2 separate regions of the Mus musculus genome follow, and region 2 is linked to region 1. A link is a contact called in public promoter capture Hi-C data. All regions are on one chromosome and are shown on one strand. The core of a region is the stretch at or near the end of the contact, and the rest is flanking DNA. Distances in the headings are between cores, read along the strand shown. Region 1 overlaps Cyth4 (cytohesin 4). Region 2 holds the start of Triobp (TRIO and F-actin binding protein).

Region 1 (5,469 bases), core at 2,795-5,294:
ATCCCACCCTCTCCCTCCCAGGAAAGGACCATGGATTCCTTGGGGGCTTCTAGCTCAGTTTTACTTCCCTTACATTGGGAAGTATCAGCATACATCGAGCTTGGAGCCCCGGAAACTTCAGACAAACCCCTCCGCTGAACACAGCCCTCCTCTGGGTCTTACAAAATGCAGAGTTCAGATAGGAAACGTCACGGCCCAGCAGGCTTTTTTTGGTCAGCTCGGCTTCCAGGGGGAGCTGGGAGATCAGGTGACTGAATGAGACAGACCAAGCTGGAAGGTTCTGAGGATACTGCTAGCACGATCCCCAAGGGTGTTGGCCTGAGAAGATGAGCGGAGGAGACAGACCCTCAAAGCTGTAGCAGTATCTATGGCTGGCAAGTCTGACCTACAGCTGAGAAAAATGAGAGAAGAGGACACTCCAGGTTGTGCCCACCAGGAGGGCTGCTTTGGAGGCCACAGCAAGCCTGAAGGTAGCACAGGACTTAGGCTTGGACAGACTCTCAGCCATGACACCGGCTACCTGGCCATCAGAGCTAGGGTAGTCACGGAATGCAGGATGGGCCCCTGTTTCTGCCTCTTGCCTCTTGCCAGAGCAAGGCCAGCTTTCCATTACACAGCAGGCTGCTGTGTACCCAGGGAGGGCATTCTTGGGAGATGTTTCTCACTCCCCCAAGCACTTGCACCTCCTCTCCTGCCTAAGCAGCCCCCCACCAGGGGAAAGTTCCTCAACAAGACAGCAAGAAATGGGGCTCCCTATGCCCTGTGCCAGCCCAGGCTCCAAGAATGAGCAGCAAGTGGCCAGGCTGCCCTCTTCCTCTGTAGGAGCTCGTGTATATGTAATCTACACAGTGGGAAGAGAAGTGCATGGCGGGGAGTGGGGGGGAGATGCCTGTCTCGGGAGGGACACACACCTGGGAGCTGGGGTATCAGCAAGGCAAATGGAGCCCCTGCTGGAATTTGAGAACTTTCTGGTGAGCTGAGCCCACACCAGCTGCCCCCATTTGGGGGTTAAGGGACCCTGAATTCTTCCTCTGCCTCCGCCATGTGTGTGTGTGCACAGAGACTGTCTGACTTTGGTCCCTTTCCCCTCTCTGGTTCTCCACTTCTTCCCTGACACCAAGATGGCGGGACATCATTTTCTTTCCTGTTGTAACACTCAGGAGCAAGAATAAAAGCTCATGACGTCGCTCGTAGACTGAAGAAAGCTATTCTTCTGTAATTGTGTCACCATCCCTGAGCCCCCCTGGCCCCCCTCATCCTTTCCCAGGCCAGGAAGAGGGAGCATTTAGTGACCCTTGGGACACTGGGGGTGGGGGGTATCATGCTGGATAGAAGTTCCTCGGGAGCTGAGCTTCTCGGTGAGCTTTCTTGGGGCGGGAGTAGGGGCTAGGCTGGGTTGGCTCTGCTATACCCAAGGAAATACAGAAACTTCCAGAGGGCATCACGATCTACAGATGGAACAAGTGATATGGAAAGTAGGTAGTGATCCTACCACCTCTGGAGGGATGCAAGCACAGGCTGGCTCAGGGACCAGCGTGGGGAAGGATTGTATAAGCTTTGCCGGCTGTCTTCAAACAGATGTTTATAAAGCGTCCCAGCTATGCCAGGCTCTGTTCCAGGCACTGGCAGGCCAAGGCAGAATCCCTGCCACCTGGGCTCATGATCCAGTGCTCTCCTCTGGCCCTCCACTCAGGCTCCAGCCTAAAATCTCACTATCAGGACCCTCCTTGAAGATGCTTTTGGCTGAACTAGCTCAACTTGCCCATATTTTCCTTCTGTTGTTCTGTGTATTGAGTGCTTACAGTGTGCCAAGGTCTTTGCAACAGAGCCAGGGATCCCAAAGACCCCTGTGACATCCAAGGCTGGAGGCTGGAGAGATGACTCACCAGCTAAGCGTACTTGCTGTCTTCCCAGACGACTCAGATTTGGTTTCCAGCACCCACTTAGCTCATACCACCTGTAACTCTGGAGAACCAACATCTTCTTCTGGCCTCCACAGACACACAGTGAACACACTCATGTGCACACACACACACATGCACACACACACACACATGCACACACATACATGCAAACATCCACATGTGTACACACTCACACATACACATGCACATACATGCATACACACATGCACATACACATACACTCACATCACACATTCACGTACACATGCATGTAAATAATAATAATCTTCAAAAATAGCACGCAGAGTATGGTGACACACGCCTTGAATCCCAGCATTTGGGAGGCAGAGGCAGCTGGATCTCTGTGAGTTCAAGGATAGCCTGGGCTACAGAGTGAGACTGTGTCAAACGCAAATCCTCAGTGCAGAACCAGTGCAGACTGGCGTGCACAGGGGATAGTGAAGGCCTGGGCTGGGCAGATGAATCCAGGAGGAGGGTGTCTAGGCTAGACAGCCAGGCCTGTGTTTCAGAGTCACCTCATCCTGCCAGACTGTGAGATCCATGCAAGTCTGTCTGTGCACTTACTAAGCAACTGCACACAATGGGTTCAAAATAATTGTTAGTTGGCTGAAATTACCTGATTTGAAAAACAGAAACAAAAACAAAACAAAAAACAAAAAACCTTGAGGCCTCAGCACAGCATCAATAGGTTCCAGACCCTGGGGACCCTGAAACTGTGAAACCCAAAGGACAAGTATTTCTAGGGACAGAGAAGGCCCAGGACCACACCACACCAGAACAGTAGGAGGTCTCTCCTACTCTGTTTAAGAGCTCCCCAGGGGTGGTTTTAACCCATGTCTGCTAAAGTGCAGTGCTACATCTGGCCAGCAGGCAGCGCTCACCACACACAGATGAACTTTCTTCTGCCGCTGGAAGGACAGAGCCTGAACCCCTGACCAGAACCTGGTGAGGGGATCATGGATGCGGGATTAGGGCCTGTGGCCTTGAGCAGCCCTTTAGGGGCCTCTTCTTCCCTTACAGAGACCACACACATCTGCCTCTCCCGCCTTCTTTCTGGCTATGCACCACGGAACAGGCTGCTCCCTGTTTGGATTGCATCTTCCTCCCTGAGAACTCTTTTAATGGCACTAACCTTTAATGGAGTTGTCTACAGACAACAATGTCTCAGGAATGGGCTCAGCACAGACTCTTCCCTAGGCTGGAGTGGTGGGAGGGGTGACAAGCAGGTCTCCCGTTGCCACTTACTCCTGTGGAGGAGCAGCAATGATAGATAGCCTCCCAGAAGGCCTGGGTACAAGGGCTCGCTCTCTTCCATGTCTTAAGTAATTTTCTCGGTGCCTCAGGCTGCCCATCTGTAAAATGGGAATAACTAGGTATATTTGAAATACTTAGGCCAGTGGGGCCAGCAAGAAAGCTTAATGGATAAAGGCACCTGGCACCAAACCTGAGGTTAGATCCTGAGGACCCACTAGGTAGGACAGAAGCGACCCTTGACAGTTGTCCTCTGACCTCTGTATATGCTGAGACATTTATACATGTGCACATGTACACTTACACACACTCACATGCACCCACATGACCCATACGAGACAAGATGAGGTAAGGTATTCGGAGAAATTCCCCGGGCTCCAACACAAGCCCTGGTGGGCCAAGAGGATGCTGTGGTGATCGCCAGGGTCAGGGCTAAGGGGTGGCTCATCCCTGCTGCCATGCCGGGCAGCTCCTAGTCGCAGGGAGCTCTGAAAGGCTTCAGGACCGCAGCTGTTGAACGGAGGCCAGCCCAGCACGAGGAGGAGGCCTGGCCTGGCCCAGAATGCCTGGGGAGAGAGAGGAAACAGCAAGAGGACCACTGCCAGGAACCGGGGGCTGGAAGTCTCTGTAGTGCCCAGATGTCAGGCGACAGGACACGGGGGCAGGCAGCCTGGAGCTGGAGGCTGGTATGAGAGACCTGGAGAAGTTGATTTATTAGGGACGATGAAAGGAGCTAAATATGTTTGCCGCTCAGCGATGACTCAGGCATTCCCCAGGGGTTCGAGAGAATGAGCATCAAAGAGCCAAAGGCAAAAACCTCCTCCTACCAGGGCACTGCCAAGCCCCTCCTCCTACCAGGGCACTGCCAAGCCCCTCCTCCACAGTCATAGGAAACAGCCACTCCGGCCTACAAGGCCCAGGCAGTAGCTGACCTCACCCAGAATGACTGAAGAAAGATCCCCTCAGAGAGAGACAGATAGGTCCAGTCCTGGATTTTCTCCAAATTGCTGTGTGATCTTAGTCCAGTGGCTGGCCCTCTCTGTACCCACATCCTCTCCCACAATGAACCAGGCCCTGTCTCTTTCTCTCATCCCATTGGCTTCTCTCAGAAGCTGAGTGATGTTTTCTTTACCAGGAAAAGCTCCCAACTGCTCTCCAGGAGAGAAGCCAGACTCCACAGAACCTGGGAAAGGGGAGGCAGCCGCTTTCCAGTGCCAAGTCGCAGGCCTGGCGCTGGGACCCAGGATGAACTGTGTGCAAGCTAGAGGTCACAGTGACTGACAGAGGAGCAAAGAGAAAGCAGGGAGGGGTTGGGGGAGACATGCCAGCCTGAAGGTCTGCTCTAGGAAGTGTGGGAAACCCAGAAAGCAGCTGGACACATGTGGGAAGTGGGGAGCAGTTTGATGGATTGGGGGGGCATTGGGGAACTTCCCTGTTTCGTGGCTGCCTTAGAATAACAGGACACGGAAATCAGCAGAAAGACCTACCTTCAGGTGTGCAGTCTTATACTGTGGGCAGTGTCCAGAGCCTCTCTGGGGACTCTCCATTAGGATGGATTAAGGGAGACACAGGGGACTGGCAAGTATGTGGGGGAGGTGGTGGCCAACAGCCTAGTACAAGGCCAGACTCAGGATAAACAGGTCACTGTCAGTGGAGGGAGCTACATGGTGCAAGATCCCCTATTGGGATGGTCAGCTAAACTAGCTGAGAGGCCCTCCCCTTCCCCCTTGGCCCCCCCTTCCTGTTCCTGTCCTGTCTCCCTTTCTTGGTCACCCTGCCATGGCCCAGTGGCATATTGTAAGTAACTGCAGACCTGAGTTCAGATCCTGGCTTTCCTCAAGGCCAGCTGTGTGGCTCTGGGCCAGATGCCCTGCTGTCTCTGAACCTTGTCAGCTCACCTCCTGCCCCAGGAATCTGGGGTTTCCCAGCTGTAATCTTTAGGTCCCAGAGTCTCCAACTGAGCTGCTAGCCCAGGATAGCCCAAAGGAAGAGGTAGACTTTCTCTGGGTCTCCAAAGTCCCTGGCCACTCTCTTCTCTTACCTTAAAAGCGGCAGTGGTCTAGCCTTAACAACTCTACCACTAATGACTCCACAGTTATCCCTCCGTTTTCTTTTTCTTAGAGTTGTTTGGAGGTTTGGTTGCTTGAAATGGGGTTTCACGGTTCTAGGCTGGCCTAGAACTCATGGGTAGTCCTCCTGCCTTAGCTCCTTGAATACTGGGATTCATTTTCTGAGACAGAGTCTCACTCTGTAACCCATGCTAGCATCAACTCATGGTGCACCCCTTCCTCGG
Region 2 (5,606 bases), core at 460-2,959, 320 kb after region 1:
CCAAGCTGGAGCAGGAGACAGGAGGAGGAATAGCGACAGTGGTGACTGGCCTGGCTGCCGCCACAGTACCCTCAACTGAGTCCACTCAACAGTTCACAGGGCTCTGGGACACAGTTCCCAGACAGACGCCCTCATGGATCCAGAGTGGAAGTTAGGGGACTTTGGGCATCTCACTAGAGTGTGACATCCTTCTGATAGGATGGTGATGAGGAGGGCTGTGTGGTTCCTGTCCCCCTAGATGGCATGGGAGGAACAAACATGGCCATGTGGCAGAGGCAAGAGCAACTTTCTTATATTTTCGGTTGTGAGCCTAGCCTTTAATGGCTGAGCCATCTCTCCAGCCCAAGAACAACTTTCTTAAGATCACGGACAACCTCTTGGAAACATGCCAGCTACCCTATGCCTGCCACTCTCTGCTCTGCCCTCTTTTCTCTTAGCTAAGCACCGGCGAACTCAGTCATGTCTTGCTTCTTTCTCTTGCCCTGGGTCTGTTTTCCTCCACCACACAAACACACAAAGCAGTGCACAGGTCTCTTGTTCTCCGATGAACCCTTGGCAAACATGACTGACAAAGGGCTCCATACATTTTTAACGAACCGCACTGTCAGGAGTGCCAGCCTCAGTTGGCTCTCGGTGGATTAGCCTGGTAGGGGCAGAGGGCTGGGTCCGTGTCAGTTCCAACCCAGTGGAAACACCCATTCCACTCCAGGCTCAGAAAGGCCAAGTAATTGGCTCAAGATCACCCAGCCAAGAAGTGCTAGACGCTGATGCAGAACCCAGGTCTCACTAGCCCCTTTCTTACTTAGAGCTAGCCAGACCAGGGAGGAAGCCCATTGTGCTTATCAGCCAGCTCCACTCGGGGTCAGGATGCCCTCACATTGGAAGCAACTACATTTTATTCCTGTTTACTTTTCTGGCCACATCACCAGATCCAAGTGAATGAGAGAATATGTGAATGGAGGGCACTCCACAGTGGCCTGCAGAGTCAGACATTCCGAGATTTTAGTTTGGTTTTTGCCCTTTATTAGCTGTGTGACCCTGGCAAGTCTATTAGCATCTCTGATCCTTGTTGCTATACGTAAAGGCTTGGCATAGGAGCTGGGGTTTAACCAATGTACAACAGAGCTTAACTTGAAAAGTTGGGGTGGGGCTGCTGGTTTTGTGGCTGAGCCCAGGTCAATGTTCAAATGGAGGTGAAGATATCCCTGGGCAGGGATGCTCTGTGCTACTGAGACCCTGACTACAGTAACTTAGAGCGGTATGAGTTTGGTACCGTGTTCCACTAGTGTTTACTAGCTGTCTGGTACTGTTCTGCCTGAACAATTTATTTGGTTGGTTGATTTCGGTTTTTGGTGGTTTTGCTTTTGTTTGACAGGGTCTCATGTAGACTAGGCAGGGTTCCAACTGTCTCTGGCCATAACCTTCTGATTGTCTTCCCCTCACTTCTAGATACCCACTAACCTCATCTCCCAATTTCTGGGGTTAGAGGTGTACATCACCAGCCCTCTGGGTTTGCTTGGAACTGTGGGAGATCCATCATCCTGCTTCAGTTTTTAAAGTGCTGTGTCCCCACGCCCGGGAAGCCACATTTTGTACTTTCCACACATGCATTAGTATCTTTTGAGGGACCTTAGCTAGAGAGAGCCAACAGGAAAAGAGACAAGCCCTTAAGTCCAGTCCTCAGGCCCCATGGGGACATGACTGGACCAAGATGCTGGTAGCGCGGGCGAAACGTGCTGTGCATCCCGCGCGGCAAGGCGCCTGGGCACCGCCCGCCTCTGCCCCGCCCCTAGTCCTCGGTGTGTCCAGTCGCACACTGACCATGCAAATGAAGCTCTTAGGGAGAGCCTATTGGAGTGAGGGAGGGGCGTGGTCTATCACGCAAGTCCTGGGCCGCGTTTTGATTCATTGTTAAAATAGAGGCTGTGACTCTGGCACCAGTTCCTCCGCCGCCCGGAGAGTGGAAACCCGAGTCCAGGTCAGAACCCCGCGGCTAGCGGAACTAAGCTGGCTGGAAAGGGGAGGCCAGAGGAGGTAAGCTGAGAGACCCCGAGGAGCTGGTCGGCCGGCTTTGGGAAGAGGGGACTCAGGGTCCATTCTCCGGGTGGGGCGTGCAAATGCACGAAGGCTTTTTGTAGTTAAATTCTTATCTAATGTGCATTTTAGGGAAGATTTCTGCCAGTTGGCTGGGGGGAGTCGTGAAGGAAACTGGAGTCATAAGGGGCACACGAAGAGCCCCCGTTTAGCTTCCCTGGAAAAGGAGCTACGTTCTCTATCCAAGAGGATGCTCTTCTCGGTGGCTGGACCAGAAAAGAACAGCCCAGGTTTGTGCAGCGCATCCACCCACCCATCCATCCATCTATACATCCATTATACAAAACGGGAACTAAGCAGAGCAGGTAAGTGGTCGCCCTAGGAGGAACTCAAGCTCCGTGGATCCTCCCGTGGGGCTTCCACTCTCCAAGGGACCGACCTAGAGCCCCAGGGGAGAACCCTAAATTCCTCAGCTCAGCTGAAATTGCCAACAAAGGCTTGACCCTCCCCCCACCCCCAGCTCTATCATCACCAAGTAGGTCAGGCATGAGGTGACCCAATGGTGCTATGAGGTACTTGAGCTCTAGGGCATGCTGGCTATCTCCTGCTAATACCCCTCCCTGCCTGTGGATGAGTGAGATGAATCTTCTCTCCCAGAGTCACTCTTAGGGTGTGGACATTGTAGCCTCCAGAACAGAGAAGACTGGACCGGTAGGCTAGGCTGGGTGTGTAGCTCAATGGTACAGCAATTTTCTAATGCCTGCCCCAACTTGGGTCTGATCTTTAGAACAGGGAAAACAAAACAAAATAAAACAAAAAAAAAAAAAAACGCAGTGGTTCTCTTTTGGCTAAACTCAGTCACAGAGGAGTTTTGTGACCTTAGGCGGTGTTCACTTTTGTGTAACACTTTGTCCTCAAGTATGGAAATACCTAGCCAGCCCTTTGCATCCCTCTGTGTTTGCCAAGGGACCCAGGTGACTTGGCAGTGTGATCCAGCCCCCACAGGGTCACCTCTGAGCTGTAGGAGACAGACCTGAGCCTTCAGCTGGACCAGTGCCACCTCTGTTGGGGAACCTCTCTGAGCTTTGATGGCCTCCTCTAAAGCTGGTGTTAACTTGAGCAGAATAAGAGAGGAGGTATAAGTTTATAAAGCTAGACACTTGGGGATGACCGGGGCGACTGCCTAACATGGTGTACCCTGGGATGGATCAACAAAACAAAATTGGGGGGCTGGGGGAGTTGTCTTCTTTATTTGGTGTGTGTGTGTGCACATGGAGGAAAGAGGTTGGTCACAGGCCACACTACTTTTGGAGATAGGGTCTCACTGAGCCTGGAGTGGGCTGATTCAGCTAGACTGGCTGGCCCAGTGAGCAACAGGGATTCCTCGGTGCTCATCCCCCATCTTGGAAAATTGTGCTTGTGTCCTGGGCTTTCAGATGCAAGTCCTCATGCTTGTTGGCAGCTCTTCCTTTTTAAGAGATGGAGACCCGGTGTGTGGCCTGTGCACTCTGACCCCAAACTTGCACCCTCACAAGATCCTCTGCCTCATGCTGGGAGCAGGGAGCCACCTATGGCTGGGAACTTGAGGAACTTGGTTTTTGGGGTTGTTGTTTTGTTTTGTTTTTTTGAGACAGAGTTTCTCTGTGTAACAGTCCTAGATGTCCTTCAACTGGATTTGTAGACCAGGCTGGCCTAAAGCTGGGTGGGTTCCACCACACCCAACTTTTTCAAACATACCTTTCTTTCTCTCTCTCTCTCTCTCATTCTTTCTTCCCTTGGTAAAAATTTGGATTTTATGAACAGCACAAGGAAAATTATACATTCAGGGTCCTTGGAACATTGTTCAACACTATACATTAAAAGTCATGTGTAGGGAGCTGGTGAGATGACTCAGCAGGTAAGAGCACTGACTGCTCTTCCGAAGGTCCTGAGTTCAAATCCCAGCAACTACATGTTCAAATCCCAGCTCACAACCACCCATAATGAGATCTGACGCTCTCTTCTGGTGCATCTGAAGACAGCTACAGTGTACTTATGTATAATAATAAATAAATCTTTGAGCCGGAGCGGGCAGAGACTGAGCGAGAGGGCTGACCAGAGCAAGCAGAGGTCCTAAATATAGTTCTCAACAACCACATAATAAATAAATAAATAAATAAATAAATCTTTAGCCGGGCAGTGGTGGCACACGTCTTTAATCCCAACACTTAGGAGGCAGAAGCAGGCGGATTTCTGAGTTCGAGGCCAGCCTGGTCTACAGAGTGAGTTCCAGGAGAGCCAGGACTATACAGAGAAACCCTGTCTTGAAAAACCAAAATCAATCAACCACATCTAGGGCACTGACTGCTCTTTTTTTTTAAAGATTTATTTATTTATTTATTTATTTATTTATTGTATACAACTACACTGTTGCTGTCTTCAGACACACCAGAAGAGGGTGTCAGATCCCATTACAGATGGCTGTGAGCCACCATGTGGTTGCTGGGAATTGAACTCAGGACCTCTGGAAGAGCAGTCAGGGCTCTTAACCCCTGAGCCATTTCTCCAGCCCTGACTGCTCTCCAATACTCAGCAACCACATGGTGGCTCACAACCATCTGTAATGAGATCTGATGCCCTCTTCTGGTGTGTCTGAAGACAGCTACATGGTACTCATACACATAAAATAAATTAATAATTCTTTTTTTTTTTTAAGAACATGCAGTATGTTTGGGCACTTAGCCGATGTTACTGTTTGTTGAGTGAATACATGAAAAGAAAAATGGGTAGACAGCTTTGTCTGGCTTGGACACATCAGGGGTAGGATCTACACAGTGGCCCACCAGTTATCAGGTTTCTGTCCCAATCTTTCCCAGGCCCCACCTAGAGAACCAGCCACTGTGGCTTCCCTGCTATGGAGGAAGTGGCTATGAATATCCCAAGTATACAACCTGAAGCCAGTGTATCTGCCAAGAACCACTGTCTGAGCTGCTGTCACCCTGGGGATGTCCATGGAGCAAGACACCAGGTAGGCCGGCTTTGTCTTGTGATGGGTGGTTTGGAATGCAGTCAGTGTTGGGCTGATCTGTGATCATGCAGTTGCCGGAGGTGCTTCCTGTTGAGCCGAGTGTGCTTGGGCTATGTTAATATTGTTATATGTTGTCCACTTTCCAAGGACATTATTTGTATTTATTTTTATTCTTTGGTTGTCCTGGAATTCATTATGTAGACTAGGCTGGCCTTGAAGTCACAGAGATCTGCTTGACTCTGCCTTTTTCCTCGTAAAGACAGACACTATCTTATTATGTAGCCCTAGCTGGCTGTCCTGGAGCTTGCTATATAAACCAGACTGGCCCTGAACACAAAGATCCAGCCGTCTCTGCTTCTCAAATACTGGGATTAAAGGTGCACATGGTCATGACTGGTTGTTTTGTTTTGATTTTGAGACAGGGTTTCTCTGTACAGCTCCAGCTGCCCTGGAGTTCACTCTGCAGACCAGGCTGGCCTCAAGCTCAGAGATCCACTTGCCTCTGCCTCCCAAGTGTTGGGATTAAAGGCATGTGCCACCACTGCCTGACATGCCTGGCTCATTT

The links. Promoter capture Hi-C pulls out the DNA fragments that hold promoters and counts their contacts.
Region 2: a contact with region 1 is called in a promoter capture Hi-C map of neural stem cells. The contact joins the promoter of Triobp here to the enhancer-like site in region 1. A contact is called at or near these places in 1 of 39 promoter capture datasets (neural stem cells), 4 of 484 Hi-C or Micro-C datasets (LSK cells, adipose-derived mesenchymal stem cells, cortical neurons and 1 more), 1 of 115 datasets of contacts at active chromatin or transcription factors (pancreatic cancer cells) and 1 of 9 other capture datasets (adipose tissue).

What each region holds. Positions count from the first base shown.
Region 1 is chr15:78,620,822-78,626,290 of GRCm38.p6, forward strand. Cyth4 (cytohesin 4) reads left to right here. Exons shown (of 13, transcript NM_028195.3): 13 at 1-1,198. Among named protein-coding and RNA genes, the nearest start is that of Gm52187, 5.7 kb to the right of the region's middle. Within about 2 kb of position 4,045, at least 133 of the 459 cell types and tissues checked have an H3K27ac peak or open chromatin away from gene starts, as enhancers often do. A contact at or near this core is called in adipose tissue, adipose-derived mesenchymal stem cells, cortical neurons and 2 more, where this site is marked.
Region 2 is chr15:78,946,015-78,951,620 of GRCm38.p6, forward strand. It overlaps Triobp (TRIO and F-actin binding protein), which reads left to right and starts at 1,710. Exons shown (of 25, transcript NM_001039156.1): 1 at 1,710-2,034; 2 at 2,167-2,324; 3 at 4,890-5,041. The coding sequence starts at 5,019.